2 separate regions of the Triticum aestivum genome follow, and region 1 is linked to region 2. Evidence: chromatin contacts called from public Hi-C data. All regions are on one chromosome and are shown on one strand. Each heading gives the region's core, a stretch centred on a gene start, on an enhancer-like site or on the middle of the called end of the contact. The rest is flanking DNA. Distances are from core to core; before and after follow the strand shown. Region 1 has its middle 14 kb from the start of LOC123119658. Region 2 holds the start of LOC123119657.

Region 1 (4,687 bases), core at 8-2,507, 110 kb after region 2:
ATGGCCTGACTAAACTCTTGTGTGCTCGTCTCCGAAAAACGTAAGCGTCATCAACACTAGAACACACTACACATTGACAGTAGGAAATACCAGTAAACATGGACAGACCGAACTAGTAGTAACACATGCACACATGGATGATCTAGTTCAAGACAACACTACCAAATCCATCAAAGCATACCACAACACAATACAACAGAACACAACATTAATCATGGACACATGGATGATCTAGTTCAACACTGGCACACTAGCATACCACACATCTAAGCATATGGCTAATCCATCCATGACCACTAGCTATCAATCCTTGCCGACATGGAAAACAACTCCTAGCATGCTTCAAATCCATCACAACTAGCTACTAGAACATCACAGTCACATAGATCGGAAGATCTAACCCTACCACATGTACCGATTTAGCTAGAACTAATAGAGAGGAGGGGTGATTGAACTCACAGACGCCATCGGAGGAGCTGCGGAGGAGGCGCTAGACACGTCGGAGAAGAGGAGCAGTCGATTCGCCACCGCCGTCAACTGGTTGCTGGAGCAGTTGCGTCGCTTACCTCGTTGCCGATGTAGAACCGCGCCAGAGGGAAAGCTCGAGAGGAGGGAAATGGTGGTGGGAGTTTTGCCGCTGCGGTCACCCTGGCTATATAGGGCAACCGAATCGGCGGGTGGTGATGCAAAATCGTCCCGTCGCTTTTTCGGAGACGCATGCGAGCTCCCGCCATCTCCCTGCTCGCAGTTGGCCAGCGCCGCGTTCCCCTCCCCTGCATCGCTCGAGACTGGCTCGCTGAAAACCGTCGATTCGGGCGTTTCTAGTGGGCTTGGCCGAGGACTGCTTTAAGGTTCATGCGGTCCAAGATTTTGATGCGGACCAGGCAACCAAATAGCCTGTTTTCTTTTCGGGTGGGTCTGACTAGGCCTAATGCAAGCAACCAAACACATCCTAAGTTTTTGAAGGGTACTTGCCACGCAATGGTAGCCAATGCCTTCGCTGGCCTGAGGCCGAGCAAAGGCCCTTTGGGTGATATCCTCGAAAGCCAACGCTGCGACCTTAAAGTGGATCAGGCATGTTCACCTGAAAATGTGGCAATTTTAATTATTTGGAAAAAAATTCTATAGAGGATGTTCCGTTTGTAAGAATAGAAAAAAACAATCTGGTAGGCCACTCCGAACTCAATTCTGAAGGAAAATTCTGTTGAATTTAACCTCTTTCGGGGAAAAATGAGCTATGTCCATTGGCTCATCAACACCAATGTTTTTCTATGTAGGAATCAAGAGGACATGCCATTGCAAATTTGCAATCAGGGTGTGCGTGTATTCGTGCACTTTTGGATTCTACGAATCAAAATAGCACTTCAAAGTGGGAAATTACCTGGCGAAACTGTAAATGTTAAATTTCCTTAGGAATAGGAGTTAGGGCTGTGCACTTTGTTTGGTCAATGAAAACAAAAACTTCAGTCTTCCTCTGAACTGACATTGACACTGCGTACTAGTCATAGTCATACACCTAGGAGGGCAGTACTATCACTCACGGGCTCAATGGTGGTTGTTAACGGCGGCGAGCTGGAAAAGTGGCGATGGATCCCAGATCTTGCCAACATTCATTGTTTGTTGTTGCCTTGTTGTTTTCTCAAGTAATTATTCAGCCAAAAAGATACAGCTTAATTGGCCAGCCAGCCAGCATTGACGAAATTCTGCGAACATGCAAACAGCTTAGCTTTTGGGCTGAGCTTCTCTACTCAAAGTGCATGTTGTACTACTGCTACTACCTTTGGAGAGCAATGAATCTTTTCATGCACATGCACGCATGGATAATGCGTGCAGTTGACTTTGTGTGGCTTCGCTCTTACTCTCATCATTCTAGCTGAGATATGTTGTTGAGCTAGGACTCAAAGAAGAAGGCATGCACTTTCACTTTGTTATATTATATGTCGACCTTAATTGACTATAACTGCTTATGGATGAACCATCTATATCTTGTGGAGGTTCTTGCTATTATGTGACAAAATGCAATTAAGGGTTGCTTCATGTAAGTAGTTCGGCGGAGGATTGTTTGCCTGTCTGGTTGGTTTGTACTAACAAAGGACGGGCGCTGAGTTTGGTAGGAAAGAATCCAAAAGGGTAGAAAAGAGAGGCTGGAGTTATGGACCACTGGTGGCAAGTCAATTCGTTTGGTGGCAAAGCATATTACAAACAACACCCCATACGACCTCTCACTGTTCCCATCCCCTCTTGTTCTATTTATTTTATTTTATTTTTTGTTTTCAGAAATAGAAAATTGAAATTGTGTGGCAAGCAATGGTTTGTGGCTGAAAATCTGTAGTATTACATTCTAGAGTTTTTGTGGTGGATAATACATTTTAGAGTAATGTTTTGAAAAGGTCAGTGCCAGCTTGAGTTGGTTGCTTGCTAGTGCCTATCAGTAATTCGCATTCGCTCACCAAAAAAACAGTAGTTTGTATGGTACTGCAAAAAAAAAGCTATCAACTTTCCAAAGGCATATGCATTTGCAATAATGATAATTGATAAGAACTGATAAAATATGCTTGAACCTCGGCTAGTTTCTTCGCAAGCTGTGAGTGATCTGAACCATTGGTTCTCGATCGGACGGTGCCGCGATAATCTTGCCAAAGAAACTCCACCCCAGTCGCTATCCACTATGGCAGCACCCACACAGAAGGACAATCAAGTAATTCCACAGCTCCTTGGATGAAGAATCATAGGAGATAAGGCGCCAGCAAAGCGCCCCCCCTCCATTCCTACATTAATCGGCTGTTTCCGCGCCGAGGAATTTTTGAGCCCGGAATACACGCAACCACAACGTCCAGATCAACAAAGGACCACCGCTCACGTGACGCGAGTATGTTATACACACCCCAAAAAATACAGCGAGATTCAATAATACGATGAGATCAATCACGGTGAAAATATAATCAGCAAATTTTATCTCCTGATTATCATCAGTTCTGTCGGTCATCTGCCGGTGGTGTCTCCTGATGGAACTCGTACATCACCGATCGAATCCCGTAGTAGGTTTGGTGGCCTCTCCGTATCTCCCTGCATGAATACGTACTAATTTCAAACAGTTGAACAGTAATGTGGGCAGTAATCAAATGATTAGTTTGTTTCCAAGATGGCTACCCCCGAACTGTTTGTTGATTTGTTCAAATCATCATCATAATACCAGGGTGCGTGTACCAGTATTTTGTTTGGCTGCACAAACTGTTTGGGATGGGGACTTCGTCGACTCCGACGTCTAAATTGTAGTCGGTCAGCTATTACGTACAAGAGTTACTTTTTTTTCTCAAATATCTTAGCCGTGTAATACAGTAGTAGATCGTAAATTGCATTTCTCTGAATTATGGGACACCGGTTTCGATGCGTGGCATTTTATTTTATTTTTAAACCGGGTAAAAGATTTACCACGTATATTAATTAAGAGAGAAAAGAGTTCGATCGTGTTGTATTATAACACACCCTTACAACAAGAGTTGCTACTCTCGCGACATAATTAAACCCAATTGCCCGCTGACACCCATAACAACGCCTCCGCCTTAATATTTTGAATAAGGATTGGAGGAGGAGTGCTCTTGTGTCGGAAAACCCGTGCATTTGTTTAATTCCAAATTGCCCAAGAAATGAGCATGGTTAGAGAGGCCATGGCCTTGCGCGGCATTTTATCGAATTGCGACGAATAAACACCGCCTGGTAGACACAAGTCGAGGCGTGGTTGCACATGTACAAACTCTCAAGTGGACGAAGAAATGCCAAAAGATAATGGGGGTTTAGATGCAACATCCGGTGCCAGTGTGTGTGCACTGGTGTATGTTGGGTGGTCCTGTCCGATCCACTGGCCCTAATGACAGCATAACCACCATTAAATTAGGGGCTTGGACCCTGAATAATGGATAGGCATGCATGCCTATCTCCCACAGCGGCTAAGCTGTTGCTGCTGCTGCTGCACGCTGCACAGCTGCTTGCAATGTATATTCCCCTGGTCATGTGTGGCGTGCTCTCTTCCAGCACTGACCCTGCATCTCACTGTTCCTCCAGCTTATTAGTAGTTTGTTGGGCATGTTTGTATGGCTGGTCACAATCAGCTTTGCTACATGTGCTCCGATCCCAATGTGATGATATGATCCCCTTTCTCCCTCTTTTCCCTTTCCCTTTTTCTTCTCCGAGATGCATGCGGCGGTTAGTTGCCGAGCGTTCGGGTCGCGGCGATTTTATATCTACATTATCACGCAGCGAAAAATGGTCTGTTTCGCTAGTTTCTGCAAATTATTCTTCTTCATGGAATTTTCCTTCCACGAGAGAAGTGGCAAGAATGGTAGTAATAGTACTGTTGCTAGATAATGTGTTATGTGTAGAAAGAACAATGTGAACTGTGGCACACGGACAGAGATGAGTTTGCAAATAATTGGCAAATGATCCAGAAGACTGGTCCTTGTGTGATGAAGGCACTAGTGTGTCAAGTTAGGCGCTATATGTGTCAATGATAAGGAAGGAGGGGGTCTCCCTCTTGCCCTACCATGGGTATCCAGCTTGTATCCATTAATCCAACCGACTGATGGAGCATCTGATTTGACTAATAATCCTTTAATTTTTATCTCATTACCCTGGTGTCACTGCAAAAATCACCACGACCATACACAAAAAATATAATGAGATAGATCAT
Region 2 (4,884 bases), core at 1,737-4,236:
CAAGCAGATTGAGGCTGAGAGGAAGAAAGCGCTGAAAGAAGCGGAAAAGGAAGCAAGCCAGGACAGAACTCCTGTAAAATCGAAAGATGGAAATGTAGGATCACCAAGGTCGCCCTTCAAATGATATCTGTCCCGAAACATGGACACGGTCATCAGATTTTCCTCAGCAGACGACCTCTGCCAGCCATGCAGACCTTCAGGAGGCTGGACTGTCACCAGATGCATGACTTCCTTGGGGACATCTCATGCCTACAAGACAAGGTAACATACAATTATGCATATGCTCTGTTTCATCCTAACTCGTGAAATGTTCTTCTCGGTATAACCCTAACCTAGAATCACTTATTTGGTTTCGTACAGATACTTCCGGTTGGACATCCACGTTTGATAGCCCATGACACTGTACAAAGCTAACCCAGCACCTAACGTAGGTCCATGTGTACAGATTTCTTATTAGATTTTCCCCCATTTGTTTTACACTAGCAGTAGCAGCAGGAGTAGGCCAGTGGTTGTAAATTAGGAAAATGAAAGAAATGTAAGCAATGATTTGTAGTCTAGAAGAAATAGAAAAGGATTAGTGTTTACCACAGGAAATTTTGCTACCAACAGATTAGGCGGTTTTGAAGCGATAGATAGGTTGACACACAACACTATAGCTCAACCAGGTGATTCTACAATATATGTACTTTCTGTAACCGCTATGCACAGTCATGTTTTCGATTTGTTGCCAAATCATGCATCGAGGTGCTTGTGCATGAACCCTGTCTTGAAAGAGCAACACATGTGGTTGTTCTCCTGATCAACTGAAGTGATAGCTTCAGTGTTTTTGTCTGATGATGTGCAAAACGGAAAATGGTCCTCTGTTGCTAATTCACACTGCACTCTCTTCTCTTCTGCTCCCTCCACTGTCCCCTAATCAGTAATTTCATCTGTGGTGGTGTATGGAACTGCATTTTATGCTGTAATTGTTCTTTTTTGTGGTCCGTGGAACTGCATTTTCTGTTGAAGTTACAGAATTACTGGCATTTTTTTTCCTTTTTTGTGTGGTCTGTGGAACTGCATTTTCTGTTGAATTTGCAGCATTACTGGCAAAAAAATTCTGCCGTGAAACTGGCAGTAATGCTGTAATTTCAATGCTCCGTATCTGGCAGTAAGCCTATGTTCGAACACAGAAATTCAAACCTGACAGATGTGATCACCGGTGCAGAGCTTGAGATAGTCTTCTGTACTAGATAATGTCTTCAACAATGGTCCATGTGAAACAAGCTTTACCCGGAAGTTTTCAACCAAAACAGAAGTACAGAATGCTGAACCCACCCATATCATTCTCCTTTTTTTGTTTGCACGGTGCAAAATCCACTGGTTATTTATTTCAGTTTGACGGAGTATTTTTTTTCTGCTGTACAATAGAACCATCTTTTACACTTCATTTCCACGCCAACAGAAAAAAAAGGAAGCAAACGAATAAAACTATTCAGAAAAAAGGGAAATAAAGTAGAGCTATCCCAGTTTACTACTGTAGTATGTTTCTCTGGACCGTCTGATGAGACCCTCCCAAGAGTTTCTCAGAATCACAAAGCTACGCGGCTATTGTTTGTCTATGCCTGGAGGTCGCCCTTCTCCTCGGGCTCCAGCTCTCTCAGCTCATCGGCCTCGCTCCTCCTGCAGCTCCGGTAGAACATGCAGCTGATGATGATCTCCAGCACCACGCAGAGCGCGTGGATGTAGGCGATCGAGAAGGCCTCGCCGGCGACCCCCGGCGCCAGCCTCCCGGCCTTCCGGCGCTGCGACACCACCCGCAGCTGAAACAGCGCCTCGGCCGCCGCCATGCCCAGGTTGGTGGGCAGCGCCAGCGCCAGCGCCGTGGGCACGCGGCCCCTGATGAGGACGCACGCCCTGAGCACCGCGGCGTGCCCGGCGCAGCGCTCCTCCATGGCGGCCACCACGACGGCGAGGTTGCAGACGACGGTGGCGACGCCGACGGCCACGGAGTATACGATGGCGCCCGCGGCGGAGAGCGCGAGCTTGGACGAGCGGGAGGTGAAGCCCAGCAGGTCGGCGGCGCCGAAGGCCAGGAAGAGCAGCGAGAAGGCGGCGGCGTTGGCGGAGAGCATGGCGAAGGAGCCGACGAGGTGCGTGGCCACGAGCGCCGGGTACGCGCGCGCCACGGCGCCGCAGGGCGGGAGCGACATGCGCCCCCGCCGCCGCCGCTCGTGCGCCGGGTCCGCGCGGAGCACGCCGGCGACGCAGGCCTTGGCGAGCAGCAGGACGGTGAGCGCCACGGGCAGCGTGGCCGCGTACGTGAACACGGTCTGCGACAGCTTGCCGTTGAGCAGCGCGAAGAAGGGCGACGGCGGGAACCCCGCGGCGTGGAACATCCCCCGGAGCCGCGACGACACGCCGCGCAGCACCGCCCCCGACGAGGACGTGGAGGAGGACGCGGCGGCCTGGGACGCGAGTACGGCCGCGGAGAAGGGCAGCGCGAGCATGGCCGCCACGGGGCTGAAGCAGTGGTAGCCGTTGAAGAAGGCCGCCACGGCCGCCCTCATCACCCTCCCGGCCTTCCACGACGACGCGCCGCCATAGTACCCACCAGTCAGCAGCCCTCCTCTCCTCACCATGACGCGAGTCTCTTCCTACGAGGTGATAGAGGTCGGGCACAGGCAGCAATGAGCAATGAGCAATGCGGTGCTGTGTTGTGTAGCTCGAGTGGCGGAGTTTTTATGGTGGGTTGCGATGGTTGGCGGGAGGTCAAGACTCAAGAGGAGGAAGGAGGAGGAGTGTGTGAGAGTTGATCCGGGCCAACCACCGGCGGAAGGAACTGACACCGTAACTGCAAGAGGAAGAAATCAGAGATGGACAGGAGGAGGACCGGAGAAGAAGCAATCCACTCCTATGCCGAATTATTAATATACTCCTATATAGTACTGTGTGCGAGTACTGATTAGGCTAGAAATTAATCATCGCCATTTTTATCCGACGAGCGAGCGTTTCTTTCCTTTTCTTTCCGTTCCTTGCCTGTTATGTGCATACAAAAGAGGCGCATTGTGTTTGCCAAACGAAAAAAAGAAAAGAAAAGAAGAGAGGCGCATTGTAGGTGACGTGCGTGCGTGCGTCGGGTGCGAGCTAGATAGCTAGGTAGGCGATGGATGCATGCAGATCGAGCGGTGCGGGTGACGACGAAGGGGTTTCTTGCATCACATCCCACTCAATGGAGGGATATGTGTGCAGCTTTCGGACGGACGTGGAGGGGGCCTGGCGGTGGAACCGTGGCAGCGATGGTTCCGACGTTGCATATGCCCTGCGTTTCTTGCATCACAAGTTATTTTACCCACTCGATCCCATGTTTTACTTTTTTTTTGCGGGGAATATCCCATGTTTTACTTTAACATTTTTTTTGGGCGAACGATCCGAAACTCTTTATTAATCAAAATACCAGCATTATGATAAAATTCATAAACAAAAAAGGAAATACAATCCAGTCCCACAGCGTACACACCACCGGGCCGAAAAAAAAAGCTTCGGGCCTACATTCGGAGGAGGGATGGCAACATAGAAAGAACCCTAACCGCCTTTGGCTTGCGTCTGTTTGCATGCATGCCCTAGAAACTCTCTCCGCTCGCGACTTGTGTCACCAAGTCAGGTTCTCTCTCCTTTTTGTTAGTCAAGCGAAAATCAGCTTAACTAATGATTTAGAAACGCTTACAAATATTCTAGCTAGATTTAAAATAGCAATTGAAAAATTAAGATTGTTCACTAGCCAACCACCCAAACTTCACCTCATTTGCACAAATGTACTGGGAAAGGAATATCACGTTTGCTTGTTTACCGAAGTTTGAAACTATCCAGAAAGTCCAAAATATTTACCAAAAATAAACCATAATTCATTATGTTGGTTGTTTAAATTTCATCTCATTTGCAGCAACAACTCAGAAGAAAATCTTTTGAGTTGGTATCTCAAAAATTGAGAGAAAGTCTAGCTTATTCATTTTTTAAATAAAATAAAAATCAAGCATAATTTACTGAGTCGGATGTTCAAATTTCTGCTAAGGAGAAAATTGCTTTTCAAGTCACTACCTCAAATTCGAATGTGGAGAAAGAGGAGAGTGAATATAATGTACAAGCTGGAAGAGGCTCGAAATTTAAACAATTTTGAGATTTGGGGAAGGAGGTAAACCTCATCATGGGCAGCCCAACCCGACGGCCTGGTCGGAGGAGGTATCTCTGCCCCTCAGGGTAAAATTTATGGGTGTAAAGGAATGAAATTCAAGAAAGTCCTCAACTGCTCCCGAGCACCAATGAGCTCGCGATGAAGAGTAAATTCAAAAATTCTGATTTGGTTTAGCAAACTTTGACAAATTTCATCATGGAAGACATTCGTGAAAGTTGCGGCAAACAAAAAATCAGCACTCCAAAATGTTTTTGAAAATGGTATTTTGGAGCATGAAATTTGTTTTTTTCCTTGCTACGACTTCCACTATTGTGATTTCAGGATGAAACTTTGTAAGCACTCAGATGTTTGCCATAAAAAAAACTAATTATGCTTTTACTGTTTATCCAGGCTTATTTGAGCTCGAGCTAAGAATAGCCGTGTCCTGAATATTCACTTGTAGCATGCACTACATTGAAGCAATATTTCCCCTTTTCCACAATATATTAGAATTTCTTGTGGACATGCTGTGTGCAGAACAAGAATAGGACACACACACCCAAAAAAAAAAAGTCCGCTAGGGTCAAAGTGGGACGACGGAGTACAACTGTCACTCTCGCTGTTGGGTGAAATTAGGCCAGACACCGAATTCCACCACCGGCCCATGCACTCAATTGGCGGTTGCCACGGTTGGTCATTTTGATATAATAATCAGTTGGCCTAGTGCTGGTGCT

What was found. A called contact is a pair of places that touch in the nucleus more often than the background predicts.
Region 1: a Hi-C map of leaf shows a contact between it and region 2, with 5 times the contacts expected there. The contact joins the enhancer-like site here to the promoter of LOC123119657 in region 2. A contact is called at or near these places in 3 of 5 Hi-C or Micro-C datasets (leaf and an unstated tissue).

What each region holds. Positions count from the first base shown.
Region 1 is chr5D:96,057,989-96,062,675 of IWGSC CS RefSeq v2.1, forward strand. No RefSeq gene overlaps it. Among protein-coding and RNA genes, the nearest start is that of LOC123119658, 14 kb to the right of the region's middle. Within about 2 kb of position 1,258, at least 2 of the 8 cell types and tissues checked have an H3K27ac peak or open chromatin away from gene starts, as enhancers often do. A contact at or near this core is called in leaf, where this site is marked.
Region 2 is chr5D:95,941,828-95,946,711 of IWGSC CS RefSeq v2.1, forward strand. It overlaps LOC123119657, which reads right to left and starts at 2,987. Exons shown (of 1, transcript XM_044539534.1): 1 at 1,450-2,987. The coding sequence starts at 2,621. The coding sequence ends at 1,599. LOC123119655 (formin-like protein 12) reads left to right here. Exons shown (of 17, transcript XM_044539533.1): 16 at 1-261; 17 at 361-755.